Regions from separate parts of the Mus musculus genome. Here region 2 is linked to region 1. The links are chromatin contacts, called in public HiChIP or PLAC-seq maps. All regions are on one chromosome and are shown on one strand. The core of a region is the stretch at or near the end of the contact, and the rest is flanking DNA. Distances in the headings are between cores, read along the strand shown. Region 1 overlaps Gm33449 (a long non-coding RNA gene). Region 2 has its middle 14 kb from the start of 1700018A23Rik.

What was found. HiChIP or PLAC-seq counts read pairs in DNA pulled down with a chosen protein or histone mark.
Region 2: an H3K27ac HiChIP or PLAC-seq map of SST interneurons shows a contact between it and region 1, with 2.9 times the contacts expected there. The contact joins two enhancer-like sites. A contact is called at or near these places in 4 of 484 Hi-C or Micro-C datasets (cerebral cortex, embryonic stem cells, palatal mesenchyme and 1 more) and 1 of 115 datasets of contacts at active chromatin or transcription factors (SST interneurons).

Annotation. Positions count from the first base shown.
Region 1 is chr6:126,563,201-126,565,794 of GRCm38.p6, forward strand. Gm33449 (a long non-coding RNA gene) reads right to left here. Exons shown (of 2, transcript XR_378038.3): 2 at 839-2,594. Among named protein-coding and RNA genes, the nearest start is that of Gm33320, 5.9 kb to the left of the region's middle. Within about 2 kb of position 1,316, at least 19 of the 459 cell types and tissues checked have an H3K27ac peak or open chromatin away from gene starts, as enhancers often do. A contact at or near this core is called in SST interneurons, where this site is marked.
Region 2 is chr6:126,806,957-126,809,550 of GRCm38.p6, forward strand. It overlaps the pseudogene Gm29788. Among named protein-coding and RNA genes, the nearest start is that of 1700018A23Rik, 14 kb to the right of the region's middle. Within about 2 kb of position 1,280, at least 17 of the 459 cell types and tissues checked have an H3K27ac peak or open chromatin away from gene starts, as enhancers often do. A contact at or near this core is called in SST interneurons, where this site is marked.

The DNA.
Region 1 (2,594 bases), core at 66-2,565:
CTCTCTTTCTCTCTCTCTCTTTCTCTCTCTCTCTCCACCTCTCTCTCTCTCTCTCTCTCTCTCTCACACACACACACACACACACACACACACACTTTACCCTTTTCAATAGACACTATAATGATTCTAGGTCTTGCTACACTGCACAGAGTTAAAAGGAACACCTTGGGCAAGTGGTTCTTCAACATGCTAACTTCATTTCCTTTGGACACAGGCATGACCCTGGACTGGGATAATGTAGATCTGTTTTTAACTTGTTTTTAAAAACAAAACACTGCATATCCACAAGCATATCCATGTTCCCACCAACAGTGTCTGGCCTCTGCCTTCTCAGATCCTCAGCCATGCTTGCTAGCCTTTTTGCTCTTGATCATAGGTGGTCTAACAAATGTGTGGGGAGAATGCCTGACGTTTTGAGTTTATGTGTGTTTGGTGCCTAATGAGAGTACAGCTACCTCTTTAACTCCTAGAACCCAAGACAGGAGCAGCTACATCACCCTGTGGTCTCTTGCCTGGTTCTCGGCTCTTTGGGAGGTGCTTCTGTGTGTGCAATCACCAGATTTCACATCTTAGTGAAGAGGTGGGTGTCAAGTGGCTCTCTTAGCCACAGCTACATCCCTGCTGCTTGGAGCCATACTCTCACATGTAGGCACTCCATATTTGCTGAGTGAAAAGAAAATAAGCAAATAATTAAGTGGGTGAAATTCAAGACTAAGGCCTGGAGTGTGCCCCCACCTTGTGGCTCAGCTTGGATCTGCAACCCTTGGTGACCCAAAGTCAGTCTTCAAGTCTGGCCACCAGGCTGCCAAGCCTAGCAGGAAGTAGCTGTCGTCGTTCCTGACCCTGCCACGAGGGGGCAGATGTGTCCCATATTTTCAAGGCAACACCAGCCGCTCTGTCGCCCTAGCTGCAAAGGCACCTTGGGCATCAGGCTGAGGGAAATGTTAAATTGCTCTGCCAATATCCGTCCAGCTCAGGGACTGCTACATAGGTACTAAATGGGGCAGGGGTGGGGTGGGGTTATGAAATGGACATCTTGGGTCCTAACCCTAAGTGTGTTGGGCGCTGAAGTGAGCCTTACATATTCTGTTGTTGAGGCAGCGGGATCCCCTAACCAAAGCACTGAAGCCCTCTCCATGTTTTGATTCCAAGCAATGTCACCAAAATGGAGAGGTAGTGTTGAGTCAGCTCCTACACGTTGCTGCTTCCTACAGAAGGAGGCAGGATAACCAACCAGGAAGCTGCTGAGGCGTGGATTAGTAGCATGTGTTGTCTGGCTGGGCCAGTGAACTGTCCTGGGTGCCTGTGTCCTTGTCTCACTTCAGCTGGTCCCTCAGGCATCTCAAGGCAGGCGATGAACACAGTGATGCTGCATTTATAGGTCAAGGGACTGAGAATAAGAATGGCTAGTTAACCAGCTGATAGGCACTCCACTGGAATGTGACTGGGCTGGGATTGCAACCCAGGCAGGCCGTCTGGCTTCTGCCCACCGTGAGACTAGGGATTTGGGAAGGCATGAAGTCTGAGACTTAGAGGTGGCAGTTGAACACCGGGGGAGGTTGAAACATACAAACACCACTGACTGCCAAACGTCTTACCTCTTTTAATGCTCGAAGTCAATCTCTAATCTGACCAGGGACCTGAGCACATTCAGGCCCTTCATTCCCTCAGATGGGATGGAAGGAGCTAGCATCTGGGAAGGCCCCTTACCTCATCTCTGGAGGTGGAGGTAGAGGGGGAGGGCGATGCTGTCACCCAGCTCTCTGCAATCTGCCACACTCGGGGAGTTCTAGTCTCTATTGCTCTTTGGAAGTCACCTCTATACCCTTTCTCCCAGCTCCTAGAGATTCAATTCTGGCTGCTCCACTGTCCAGAAATGACAAGGGTGGGTATAAAGAAAACTAGACTGTGTGCCTGAAGTAAAATATGCCCTCAGCTGCTCCCTTTCAAGGGTTTGGGAGGACTAACTCAGACCTAAAGGGAAAAGCTTCAGGCTGGTCTCTCTTCCAGCGCGGTATCCCTCAGACCCTAGCTCATTCAGATGTGGAAGGGGGCAGGGCTCAGCAGAGGCCAAGGACAGGGACCTCGGCAGATAGCCTGGGTGAGTGCAGGCAGCTGGGCTCTCGTGAAGGTCAAAGTGGCAGAGAGGTCAGATGTCCTGAGAATGGAGGGCCTAGTCAGGCACGTTTCTGCCACTTAGTGGCTGAGAGGTAGGTGACTTCACTGTTAGGTCAAGGACAATGACATAATTTGTCACAGACCCAGAGAGCCCTCACTTCTTGGTCGCTGCCTCTAGAGTCAGGAGCAGCTTTTGTTCCCAGATGATAGAGTGGTAATAGGTACCTAGTCATATGGTTAGGGGCTCCCACTGAGCAAGGCCACTCTATCCTGCCACAGAGCCATTTCCTCTGCACTGACTGGCCTTTCTCCCTCAGGGAACCTAGCTTCTCCATCCCTGGTGCCTGTTCTGACCTGAGCTTGGGCCAACAGAGCTGTCCCTGCGGCAGCGACTGCAGAGAAGGCTTTGCAAGCTCATGCTCCCGCCTCTGTGGCACTGGAAGTTTCCACAAGGTTCTCTTGCTTGAAATAATGAG
Region 2 (2,594 bases), core at 30-2,529, 240 kb after region 1:
CCTGCAGAGGCCAGCAGAGGGTGTCAGATCCCCGGAAATGGAGTTAGAGATGGTTGTGAATGTCAGCATAGATGCTGAGAACAAAATCTGGCTCTTAAATGCTGAGCCATCTCTCCAGCTCATGAGCAAACTCCTTTACTGGAATGTTCTCATTTCTCATATATAAAGTGTAAAAAGCCACATGAAAGTGCTCAGTCTATGAGAGACCACATGTACAAACATGGCTCCCATAACATTAGGCCGCCCAATGATGTCTCAGCTGTCTTAGTTTATGTAAACACACTTTGTGTTTGTACTATGACAAAAATGTCTTAATATTACCTTCCCCAGAACTCAGCCTATCATTAAGTGACATCTGACTTTAATTAGGGTCTCCAAAGCAAACCGGAAATGTGAAGGTTGGAAGATTGAGTGAAAGATTTTTTAAAGTACAATCTGAAGAAATTATGGCACATGGCTTTGTTCTTTTTTTTGTTTGTTTTATTTATTTATTTATTTATTTATTTATTTTCCAAAACAGAGTTTCTCTGTATAGCCCTGGCTGTCCTGGAACTCACTTTGTAGACCAGGCTGGCCTCAAACTCAGAAATCCGCCTGCCTCTGCCTCCCCAGTGCTGGGATTAAAGGCGTGCGCCACCATGCCGGGCGGCTTTGCTCTTTTAAGCCTAGCATCCTAGAAGTTGACCTGGGTCGGAGTGGCTTACTAGTCACACTACTCAGAAGTTAGGGTGATGGCCTGAGTACCCGGAGGTTTCTGCTGCCCTTTGATGGGTTTGTGTATAGGCTAAGAAATGGCTCTCAGTCTTTCTCTTGGGGTCATCTGTTTGCTCCTGAGTGGGTCCAGGCCAGTTGCTTGCAAACCAACATGGCAGGCATATGATACCATGGGATTCTTTGTGTGTCTTCCCAGCTTCTGTTAAATGTCTGAATGTTCCGCATTGTGCAGGCTACTGGTTATATCATGAGCTTTGAGTTTCCTCTGAAATTCTCCACCAAGAATGCATGGTTAGCTGGGAATGACAGCACACACCTTTAATCTCAGCCCTGGGGAGGCAGAGACCAATGGATCTCTGTGAGTTCCGAGAAGTCCCAGCCTACACAGAGAGTAGACAGCCAGAGAGCTACAGAAAGAGACCCTGATTTAAAAACCGTTCCAAATAAGGCTAGTTCCTTAGAAAGATCAGGGAAGATTTTTGCCTTGAATTACTTTCTGGACGGAGCTTCCTCCTCTGTACTCAGTGGTCAGGGGTATAGGGAGCAGCTCATTTTCTTCCTGAGCTAGTGTGACACGTGATTCTATAAGCAGACACAAAGGACAGGAAGGTGGGAGGTAGGAAGTAGAGCCTGGGCTTCCTCCGGATATTAGCGTTCCAGGATAGAACTTCCTCTGTGTAAGCAATCTGGGCAAGAGACAGCTGCAACCCTGCATTCTGGGTCTGGTGCAGTTGGAGTTGAAACCTCAGAGCAGGAGTGAGGTGGAGAGCATCAGGGGATGGAGGAAGGAGGAGGTGAGGAGAGTGGGAATCACAGCTGCTTCTGCTGCCTCCACAGGTGGAGGACTTGAATCTCAGTGATGGGTGTGGGTGGGGAAGGCGGCTGATTGCTGTTGGCTTGCCCTTCCCAGGGGTGAAACCACAGCCCTATGGGAAATGCAGTGGCAAGACCCCCTTGAACATCCTACCCAGAGTAGAGAACTTGGCATAGACTATTCTCTAGAACTAGGGGGCGGGGGCGGGGGCAGGGCACACGGAGAAAACAGCCGCTCATATGCCACAGACTCCCACTGAGCCTTGTTGAGATTGAGATTTAGAAAATGTTCTTGCCAGGATGATTCTCCATTTGCTGTGTATCCTTGAGACGATTGCTGAAAATGTTGCCTGGTGTATCATTTTCTCCAGGCAGATGGTTTTGTTTTGGAAGAGAAAGATGCTTCAGCGATCTGCCACTCTGGAAGGAAATCTCAATCCACGCTTAAAAATTAAAATGGTTGTCGATTTTGTATTTTTTTTTTTAGATTTATTTATTTTATTATATGTAAGTACCATAGCTGTCTTCAGACACTCCAGAAGAAGGCATCAGATCTCATTACGGATGGTTGTGAGCCACCATGTGGTTGCTGGGAATTGAACTCAGGACCTTCGGAAGAGCAGTCAGTGCTCTTAACCACTGAGCCATCTCGCCAGCCCGATTTTGTATTTTTAATATCCACCTTTGTGGAGCCTCTGGTTGTATTACAAACCTTTCTCACTGATATGACAAGGTATCCAGCAGAGGCGACTTAGGGGAAGCAAGGTTCATCTGTGCTCAGGGTCCAGGAGGGTCCGTCCATCATGGCAGGGCACAGCAGAGGTTGTGACAGCAGGGACAAGTGACTGGGACTCCCACACGCCACAGACCAGGAAGCAGAGCAGGGGCTGCTGAACCTACTCCGTTTCTCCTCCCCTCCCGCAGGTTTTTACTCAGTTCTGGAAGCCAGCTCAAGGAGGGAGGGGGAGTGGAGGGGCGGGGAAGGAAGGAAGAATGGAAGTTGCAATTCAATAACAAAAAATAATATGCTCAAGTAGACACTCCTGGAAAAAGACATGCAAATGAGT